Regions from separate parts of the Mus musculus genome. Here all the other regions are linked to region 3. A link is a contact called in public Hi-C data. All regions are on one chromosome and are shown on one strand. Each heading gives the region's core, a stretch centred on a gene start, on an enhancer-like site or on the middle of the called end of the contact. The rest is flanking DNA. Distances are from core to core; before and after follow the strand shown. Region 1 has its middle 94 kb from the start of Gm30365. Region 2 has its middle 76 kb from the start of Gm30365. Region 3 overlaps Tsc22d1 (TSC22 domain family, member 1).

Evidence for each region. A called contact is a pair of places that touch in the nucleus more often than the background predicts.
Region 1: a contact with region 3 is called in a Hi-C map of bone marrow-derived macrophages, with 14 read pairs. The contact joins two enhancer-like sites. A contact is called at or near these places in 5 of 484 Hi-C or Micro-C datasets (Sertoli cells, bone marrow-derived macrophages, epidermal suprabasal cells and 2 more), 4 of 115 datasets of contacts at active chromatin or transcription factors (bone marrow-derived macrophages, embryonic stem cells and kidney) and 3 of 9 other capture datasets (embryonic stem cells, liver and pancreatic islet).
Region 2: a contact with region 3 is called in a Hi-C map of bone marrow-derived macrophages, with 18 read pairs. The contact joins two enhancer-like sites. A contact is called at or near these places in 1 of 39 promoter capture datasets (embryonic stem cells), 2 of 15 datasets of contacts at CTCF or cohesin (the NIH/3T3 cell line and large pre-B cells), 2 of 484 Hi-C or Micro-C datasets (bone marrow-derived macrophages and nephron progenitors), 6 of 115 datasets of contacts at active chromatin or transcription factors (embryonic stem cells, fibro-adipogenic progenitors, kidney and 1 more) and 2 of 9 other capture datasets (adipose tissue and embryonic stem cells).

Annotation. Positions count from the first base shown.
Region 1 is chr14:76,930,370-76,933,264 of GRCm38.p6, forward strand. No RefSeq gene overlaps it. Among named protein-coding and RNA genes, the nearest start is that of Gm30365, 94 kb to the left of the region's middle. Within about 2 kb of position 1,297, at least 12 of the 459 cell types and tissues checked have an H3K27ac peak or open chromatin away from gene starts, as enhancers often do. A contact at or near this core is called in bone marrow-derived macrophages, where this site is marked.
Region 2 is chr14:76,912,191-76,915,492 of GRCm38.p6, forward strand. No RefSeq gene overlaps it. Among named protein-coding and RNA genes, the nearest start is that of Gm30365, 76 kb to the left of the region's middle. Within about 2 kb of position 1,866, at least 29 of the 459 cell types and tissues checked have an H3K27ac peak or open chromatin away from gene starts, as enhancers often do. A contact at or near this core is called in bone marrow-derived macrophages, where this site is marked.
Region 3 is chr14:76,478,483-76,481,696 of GRCm38.p6, forward strand. All of the region lies in intron 1 of Tsc22d1 (TSC22 domain family, member 1), which reads left to right. Among named protein-coding and RNA genes, the nearest start is that of 4930444M15Rik, 41 kb to the right of the region's middle. Within about 2 kb of position 1,464, at least 105 of the 459 cell types and tissues checked have an H3K27ac peak or open chromatin away from gene starts, as enhancers often do. A contact at or near this core is called in bone marrow-derived macrophages, where this site is marked.

The DNA.
Region 1 (2,895 bases), core at 47-2,546, 450 kb after region 3:
TTTGTGTTTCAATCACAACTCAGAAAGCTGTCATCTGGTAGCCAGGCCTTTAACACATGAGTCCTTTTAGAATCAAATGGTAGCACAGCCCAATGACCATCACCTCAGAGAAGAAAGGGGCAGAGATGGATACGAACCAAGAGAAACAAAGAGCAATAGGAGGAATCCTTGCGTTAAGCCTTTTCCTACTACGGTGAGGTCTGCCATGCTCTACTTGGCTAAGGGAGTATCCATTTTAGGAGGGAAATGGCTACATGCTGGAGGATAAGCAGACTAGAGAGGAATTCTGGTGTTGTCATTTATATTACTTGTCCCCCTGAAATTTCTTGTCAGAGGGCAGGGTTGCTTCACAGATGAGAAATGAAGAAGGGCTTACGCAGTGGAGGGGGATGAGATAATTAGATGAGAACACATACGTTTTATTCTCAAAATATGGAGCATGAATAATTAAGGGATGGAATGTGAATAAATACAGACATTACAGGCTCCTCTAAAAATTAGATTCCTACTGCTTGAAGTCATTTTAATAATCTTGTGGTTTATTCTATAATGTATTTTCCAATTGCTCTCAAGGGCCCCAAGGCACAAATACAATCCAATCGTTCAGCAAGGTTCTCTAAACAATAGAGAATAGTAATAAAATAGAAACTGGCTGAATCTAGCTATAAGCCACATTGAGGTAACTCTTTGCCCTTCTATGGCATTTGCCTTGAAGAGCCTGGCCTCTGGGTGAGGATTAATTAAATCCCACAACTGCAAGGAGGGGCGAAATTCCAGATGAGTACAATTAAACCCTGTTATAAGCACCTCTTCATTCACAGTTGGAATATACCTGGGTCAGGTTATGCCTTCGTGTGCATGAGAATGTAGGACATGCCTTTCCCTCTCTAGTCCTGAATGCTTCTAACACAAGGCTCTCCACTGCCCATGCAGACTGACTGTTTGACTCTCTCCCATGATGCCCGTTGGTTCTCCAGTAGCAGGTGAGGTCTATGGAATCCTACATGTAAAGTATTACAGAATTTGACAAAATGATACTGTAGCTAAGTTCCCAAACCAAACTGGGTTTCATTCCTCCCATCCATCTTCAATCAAAGAATTGAACAAAATGTTCCCTGTGCTGTGGGAACAACAAAGCTTGAAGAGAGTGGCCTTTCTGCCTTCAGTATGGGATTTTACTTCATTGAAGACTTTGTTTATAGATGAAATTCCTCTTTGAGTGTGTTTTGAGGTCTGCTTGACATATGTTCTTAAGGAGCTGGACTGAGAGCTCAAAGCAGGAAGTGGTCAAATATCTGTCACATGCTATTATCAGGGCTTTGAGTCACAATGATTCTCCTTTGCTTTGAACAGGCACTTTCAATGGAATACAGCTTGGAAAGGGAGCCCTGTGGCCTTCCGTTCCTCCAGCAATCATGTCTCCTGTCTTCTCAGCCAACTTAAATATGACCCCCCCCCCATACCCCAGAGCACCGATCAGCTTTCCTGAATATCATAAACTATGTGCAGAACTTGTGGTTTTCAACTTTATGGTGACATCTAAAACTATACTCTCTATGCACCTGGAATGGGTAGAATGTATGGCTTAACAAAAAAACATAGTAATGTGTAAACAAAAAATCAAATTGAATGTATCAATTGTTCTAACATGGCTTCAAACAAGCTTAGACTAGGCCAACTGAATATGAAGAGATTTGGATTTTTTTTTCTCCACGTGAATTTATTGTGTGTGTGTCTATAGGCCTGGAGCATGAAGGTCAGAAGACTGTGTGTGTGTACGTATGTCCACATGCCCACAGGCTTGGAGTGTAGAGGTCAGAGGATAATGTACAAGTGGGGGCTCTCTCCTTCCACCAAGTAGGTCCTGGGGATCAGACTCAAGTCATCAGGCTTGGTGGCAAGGGCCTTTACTTGCTGAGCTATCTCCAACACACCCAGAGATTTAGAGAGGAGTGATCTGCAAAGGTTTTGGGGAAGCCAGAAACATCAGGGGATGTTTTCAATGGGAAAATCTGAAGGAGTGAAGATGCTAGCTACCAAGGAAAAAGCTCCTCAGAGTGGCATAAGCCCACCAAGAGGACCCGTGAGCATGCAACTGTTTGCTTGACTGAAGAAGGCATAGTAAGTCCTAAGTATGAGCTTTACTCAAAGGTTCTCCAGAAAGCTGAAGAGCAAGTTTATCCTTGCAAGATCTGATTCCATTGCCTCCAGAGTTGTATATTACAGACCCTTAGTCAGCCCCTTTGGTTTGATTGTTAACAATAGATAGAATTTCTACATCACCAAATCTCTAAAGACCAGTGTATTGATAGGTGCTATACTTCTCACAGGAGGAAAGAGCCAGAAAAGTGACATTGTAGAAGTTGTTACTGAGCAAGAAGCCACCTCAGATGTGGAAGATACCTACAGGTAGCTCTGTCAGCAAAAACAGCAGGTCAAAAAAAGTCCACATGTGACATTCAAAGGTTGGGATGACAAGGAGCTATGTGCTACTGTACGACTGCAATGCCTGCCTCTGAAGGTGCCAGCAGTTCTAAAACCAGGGCCAGCCCACATCCTCAGGTAGATGAAAACAGTTACCATTATATTCACATTACCCAGCAAGCTCTAAAGATCATGGTGTGAATGAGGTCAGTTGAGGTCTAAACGGAACTAGAATTTCTTCAGATTTGCTACCTGTGACACCACTATCCTGCTGCACAAGGAGTTCTGAGCCACTGGAGCAGAAAGCCGCAGTGGCATCCCAGGAAGCGTTCTTTCCCGGGATCTGCTCCACTGAGCATCCTTCTCTCATGACAAGTTGTCTGTGTTGTTTCGGGGCTTTGCCAGAGAGCTTCATCTCAGATATCCGCACTTATTTCTTAGGCCATAAAAATGCTGGTTTGAATTTATTAA
Region 2 (3,302 bases), core at 616-3,115, 430 kb after region 3:
CAGTCTTGTCTCTGTGTCTCATCTCTCTGTCTCTGAATTTGTCTCCGTCTCTCTCCCTCTTCTCCTTCTCCCTTCTATCCCCTCTATTTCTCTCTCTCTCTCTCTCTCTCTCTCTCTCTCTCTCTCTCTCTCTCTCACACACACACACACACACACACACACACGATTAAATCTTTTCGTGAGTATCTGTGGCTCTAATACAGAGGCCTCTCCCTGCGACTGGTTCTATTCCCCCACATTTTGCCACCATGAGGCATCCTGTTACATATGACAGGGCATAGCACAACACAATGAATTAATGACCCATCATCAAAAGAATTCCACACACACTCGAATGCTTCAGTGCTGCTCTCCCAAACGATTTACAATTATTGCCTTTCATTTTCTGTTGTTTCTTGGGGGTTCTTCCTTCAACTCCTGTGACTGGCATGTTTTCTTTTTCTTGGAGTATGTTCTAGAGATGAATTTAATCTCACTTTCGACTGACCTCAGGGTGACCTCTTCCCCTCTCCTCTCTGACTTCTTGCTCTCTGGCTTGTCTCAGGTTCCAGCTGTTCCCTCGTCCAGCAAGTGTCCTTCCGGCAGACCTTTCTAAATAGAGCTTGTTGTGGGTCTGTGGCTGTCTTAGCTTCCACACAGCCTCCTCCCTTTGCCCTTTCCTCCCCCACTGGGACTGTGGTGTTTTCTCTGGGTCAGGCCCAACCTGTGGCCTCCCCACAGCAAGGGCCTATCTTCCTCCTGCTGTCTTCTTCCTGTGCCTTTGCTTTAACTCAGTTTCCCACTTCCCCTCTTCTCTTATCTCCATCTGGCACCCATCACCCTTGACTTTTACAACTTACGGACTTGGATTTTTGCAAAAGAAATAATATCCCCTTAAAACAGAGTGTAGCAAACATTGTGTCTCTTCTTTTGGAGCAATGTGTCATTGTGTGAATTTGGATTCACTGCAGGTCACATCCTGCTCTTTAAGTTGCATCTCTGTGTAGCCTGTGAGGGTTTCACCCGAACATTGTCTTCTGACAGCAGCATAGTAAACACATGGCGCCTTTACTTCCAGGTCTAGACTTTTAAAGGTGATGTGACAACATGGGGTTTGTTCTCTGCTGTAGGCAAGACAATTCATGCTATTTTTATGCTTCCTCTAGAATCTTTTCCCAATTGTTGCTGTCTCTTCACTCTGTAACTGCCTTCAGAGGGTCTCCAGGCAGCATCAGGCTGGCCATCTTCCTTGGGCCCTACTTTCCTACTTTTTTTTTGCCTTCTCAGGACTGACCAGCATTGCTCATCTCCACTAATGGCTGTTTCAGGTAGAGCAGGAAGGTTCATAAAACAAATATGTTTGGCCTCATCGAGGGCATACAATACTGAAACCTGGAGGCAGACATCAAACAGTATATATAATACAGTATGCAAAGCACTAACAAGCAAGTTGCTAACTAACTGGATGCAAATTAAGAAATTGTCTAGTGTTGATATGGGCGCTATCACTAAAGGTCCAGGATAAAAATGGAAAAGAGTAGGAAGAGGTGTGAAGTCGTAGGCTGCCTTGGTGTTGGAAGGGAGCTCAGGTAGACTTCACTGAGAACGGAACAACTAAGTGGAAGCTTGGAGGAGGTCAGAGGAGCCCTAGCACACGACTGTACTAGGGTGTACTAGGTAAAGGGACAGCTGGCTCTGAGACCCAAAGGGCAGCCTGTCTCTTCGCAGCCTAGGAGCCCGGCACCTCAGAGACAGTTGGGTGGAGGGTTGGAGGGATCAGGAAGCTAGGTCCCTAGGTTTACTACACTGTCCTGTGACTTCTGTCATTATGCTCTGAGCTGAATGGCCTCACTTCCTTTGTTTCCTCTCCAGCAGGCTTAGCCCTGCCCAGTCTCTTCTGAGTTGTCTTCAGGTCCTGCTTCCTCATCCTGCCCTGCCTCCTCACCACCACACACCCATCCCCTTGGGTTCTGCTGTACAGCCAAGTCCCCAAAGTTTTCCCAAGCCTCCACTTTCTCATCACTACTTGTTAGCTGGTGTCTTACTAACCTCATACCCGGTAGGTAATGCAACAGCTCTCCCAGTACCATCCTTAACCCCTGGAGAGTTTTCTGCTTCCTAGTGGAGGCTCATGTCTTGGCGACTGTTAGATCACGGGCCTGACACTTTAAAATGCATCCCCCATGGTCCTGAATAAGATGCTCTTTCACTTAAATAATACTGAAGAAGAATTGTCACCAGCTTCCTTCTCCAGGAACCAACCAAACCAGTCTCATTATGTATTATAATAGCTGCTGGTATTTAAAATCGGCTCTTACCATCACCCTTCCTATCTCTCTAGCATCTGTGTTGTACCTCTATCACTAAACAGGACTGTAAGTTTAACTACAGTTTGCAAAGCCACACGTAGAGAGCTTTATTCCATCTTCATACTAGTGTAACTAAACTATATTTTCAAAAGCGAATCTGCAAAACACATGACTTATTTTTGCCTGATACTAAAACCCCTTAGAAACTTGTGGCAAAGAGAAACCCCCAAGTATAGAATACTAGATAATGTAAATAAGGTTTTGTTAAAACAGGTTCCAGCAGGCTAGAATCTGGGTGATAAGCCCTTCTTTTGGTGCCAGGAAGTTCTTGTGCCCCTTGCCAGGTCTTCCCTGGCATTTGCTCATCACTTTGATGAGTTTGCAGCTCTTGCCTGGGGTCATAACTCAGCCCTCTTATCACAGATTCACCCAGAAAAGAATTTGAGTAATGAGTGAACCCCCTAAAAGCGATTTATTCGGCACTACCCGCCTACACCCCTACTTGTGCAAATGTTATGTATCTTCTAGATCCATACAATCCTTGTAAATTTCTGCTACTTCAGATTCTCTCTCCCTCTCTGTGTGTCTCTCTCACACACACATACACATGTGTGTGTACATGCATGCACACTATCATTTACTGTGGGTTTTTTTTTAGCAGTAACAAGACATAGGTTATCTCCTCTGTCTCCCCCACCCCCACCCCTATCTCTCCACCTAAAAGCTGTCTTTTAACCTGTAATATACTTATTCAGAAACAAGCATGGCCGTTTCTTCTGACGAGAGAGCTCCATTTCTCCCTCCCACAGGCACCATCCACCTTAGAGAACGTAAAGATTTTTCCATTCCTCTTTCTACGCATGTCCACTCCTCTTCCTTTGGGGAGGAAGATGACCCTAGGGAAAAGCTTCGCTCACTGTTGAACAAAGCTCAAGCTCTGATATTGGGCCAGCTGCAAAACCTGCATCGGAACAGCATGGTTGCACAGGGTACTCATAGGAGAGCTGGTGAGAG
Region 3 (3,214 bases), core at 214-2,713:
GGAGGGAGGGAGAGAGAGAGAGAGAGAGAGAGAGAGAGAGAGAGAGAGAGAGAGAGAAAGAGAAAGAGAAAGAGAAAGAGAAAGAGAGAAAAGAAATTGAGTTGAATAGCACAGTTAGCTCTTAACTTTGATACCAGAGCTTAAACCATTTTGAATTATTAATACCATACTCGGAGGGTAACTGTGGCTCCTCATGTTTTCGTTCTTAAGACCCGGTGCTTAGATGTTTGCTGTGTGTGTGTGGGTAAGAGGGAAAGAGACACAGATATACCATTGTATGCCATTGGTGCTGAGGGGCTGAGGGGCTGAAGGGCCGGACAGGAAGGTGGGGGGAGACTCTGACTCAGCATGAGGAATGCTGACTCATCCTGAGGAATGCTGGCTCACAACGGGAGAGAGAAGCCTTTCTCTGGAGATTTGGAGATAGTCAGTTTTCCAGTTTCCTTCAGATGGAATTGTAGAGCAGAAAAAAAAAGTAATGATCTCCCTGCTTCTCGCCTACAAGTTTTGTTTTGTTGTTTGTGAAGAACAAAACAGAACAAAGGAAAACACTTCGCCAAAAGATGGAATCCTTATCTGAAAAAAAAGACGTTTGGAACAGATTCTCCATTTTTGTCTCTGTAGCTTTTGTCCATCCTGTCCAGGTTTAATAACTAAATCCTTGGAAGCAGGAAGTACATTAGCACTGTTCTAAGAGTTTGTCAGTCCCTTAGGCCGTAGGATTATTTCCTCCCCAAGGTGGACACGCAGACTGTTATAGGAACCCGGAAAGGACCAGACCCAGGGCCATCGGAAGCTCTGTGGATCGCACTGAGCCACATTCACAAGGAGTTTCTGTAACCTGGCAGCCCATGTTCTCACAAGAGCCACGGCTAACCCTCAGCGTCAAAGGAGGCTGTGTTTCCCCAAAGGCTACTGCTTTCTGAAAAATCCATGACTGCAGCAGGTACTCGGAAAAAGTCAATGGTTTTTTCTGTCTTTTATTCGCTATTTTAGACCAGGCTCTTTTGTGGCAGTTTGTTATCAAGAAGTAATGAGTAGATTCTTCTGAGAGTTTGGACTCATTGCAGTCTAATTATGAAATAGTAAAGATTGTATAGGAATTCTCCTTCATAGGGTAAAATTGGTCCAGTGGTGCTGTTGGTGGGCAGTGGAGTTGCCGTGTTGTGTTCATTAAGCATAGGTGGTGGCTATTGTAACTAAGAGGGGATGAGACCCCAAGTTTATTCCACTATCTACGGGAGCAATTCTGCTCATGTCTAAAGAGAAACTTTAGTTTTGATTCCAAATGATTTCACTAAATAAAACATTAATAACAACCAGTTGAATGAATGCTAGTGGACCTCTCCACTAATATTTAATGTTTTAGAATGGATATGTTATCTTGATTACTGTTTTTTAATATCTAGTATATTTTAGTACATTTAGCTCGGAGGTTGTAATTCTGCATGTGTTCCACAAGGTGGCAGGCTTGTATGTTTGTAGGTTCCCTTTGGTTCCGTGCAGAGCAAGCTCGTGGTTATGCAGAAATCAAAGTTTTTCTGTTAAATGTTAACTGTTTTATATAGCAGAGCTTTACAGTTTAACTTTTATGATGGAATGCTCTCTGAGCCTCATCCCAGGCTTTCCTGGTGTCTTAAACGGTACAATGTAGTGTGGTTGTTATCAGGAAACCCTCTAGATAGCAGTGACTGCGTAGACTAAGGACTAAGATGGAGCAGTGAGGGGTGGAAGGGAAGGGATAGAGGCCCTGGCAAGGGCATGCACCTGGGCAGTTAAACGCTGCCTGATTCCATCTTGCTTTTTTTTTTTTTTTCCTTTATTTGCGTTAGTTTTCCTATTAATAATGCCAAGTGCTGGTCTCTAGTCTAGTGTGATAGAACATGGCTGCTTTCTGCAAAATTAAATAGCACACAGTGGCAGGCCAGCCCTGCCTTCTCTCAGGGGTTTTGTCATATCGGTTGAGGGGAGGAAGGCACTGTGACGTCTTGAGTTTTATTTATCACAGGCCACTGTGGCAAGGTGACACACCGTGGTGCTGGGAGAGGCGTCCTGTAGATGTAAGGTCTCATCTAAAGTATGCTAAGGGGTCTTTCCTGCAGTCCTTGAGCCTCTCGTGTGTAGACAGTTTGTTTGGAGGAGATGACACGGAGTACGGGGGTGGCTCACACTGAGTTTGGCTGTTCAAAGCAGTTTGTGGTTCTGGTGACACAGCATTGGGTAAGTCGTCTGTCTCCTGGACCAGAACATTAGTGTTCATCAAAGCTTCGCTCTTCCCTGCTTCCGGGTCTGTGGTGGTTTTGTGAGTCTGTACGGTAGCCAAGTTGTCTACTGACGTTGTTCCTGCCATTAGTTATTTGCATGTTTTTCCAGTCTTAATGTAATTTATAGGTGCTGGAGAGATGGCTCAGCGGTTAAGAGCCCTGACTGCTCTTCCAGAGGTCCTGAGTTCAATTCCCAGCAACCACATTGTGGCTCACAACCATCTGTAATGGGATCTGATGCCCTCTTCTGCTGTGTCTGAAGACAGTGACAGTGTACTCATACATAAAATAAGTAATTCTTTAAAAAAATAAAGGTAATACATAGAATTCACTGGCCCAAGATTAAGATCCTATCTGTGGTTTCATGAGCGCTGAGAGAGCAGTGGCTAAGGTACTGATGATTCAAGGCAGCCCTCTGCTTTTCTGGGTCTCTGTAATGTCCCAACACTGGCTCTGCTGTGGATTTTACACATGGCTGCAGTAGTTATCAAGTCATGGGAGTGTTTCCCCCAGTGTTGCACTGGCTGCACTGTCTCTTACACGCACACTATAGAGAAGCCACCAGCCGTTATGCAGGAGCTACGTTTTGCCTGACCATGGACCATGGACACTTGAGCCTCTCTTCCCAGCTTTCCCTAGTAGCAGGACTCTTAACCTTGTGGTGGGCAGGTGTGTAGATACGGAGGCTAGGTGCTTAAAATATATGGATAGCTTTATCTCATAACTATAAAATGTAAACATTTTCCTTTTAGCTAGGTATTATATGCTTTTGAGTAATTGGTCCACTGCCTTAGTAGACTGTAATCCTGTAACTTATCCTTACACTAACTTTAGACTTGGCTGAAAATCTTGGGGCCTCTAGGGCAGAATTTTGTAAAGCTAACTTTACACTGTGAAACGAATCAGGTTCAGGATATAGCTGTGTTTAGAACACGTTATCCAACGATGTA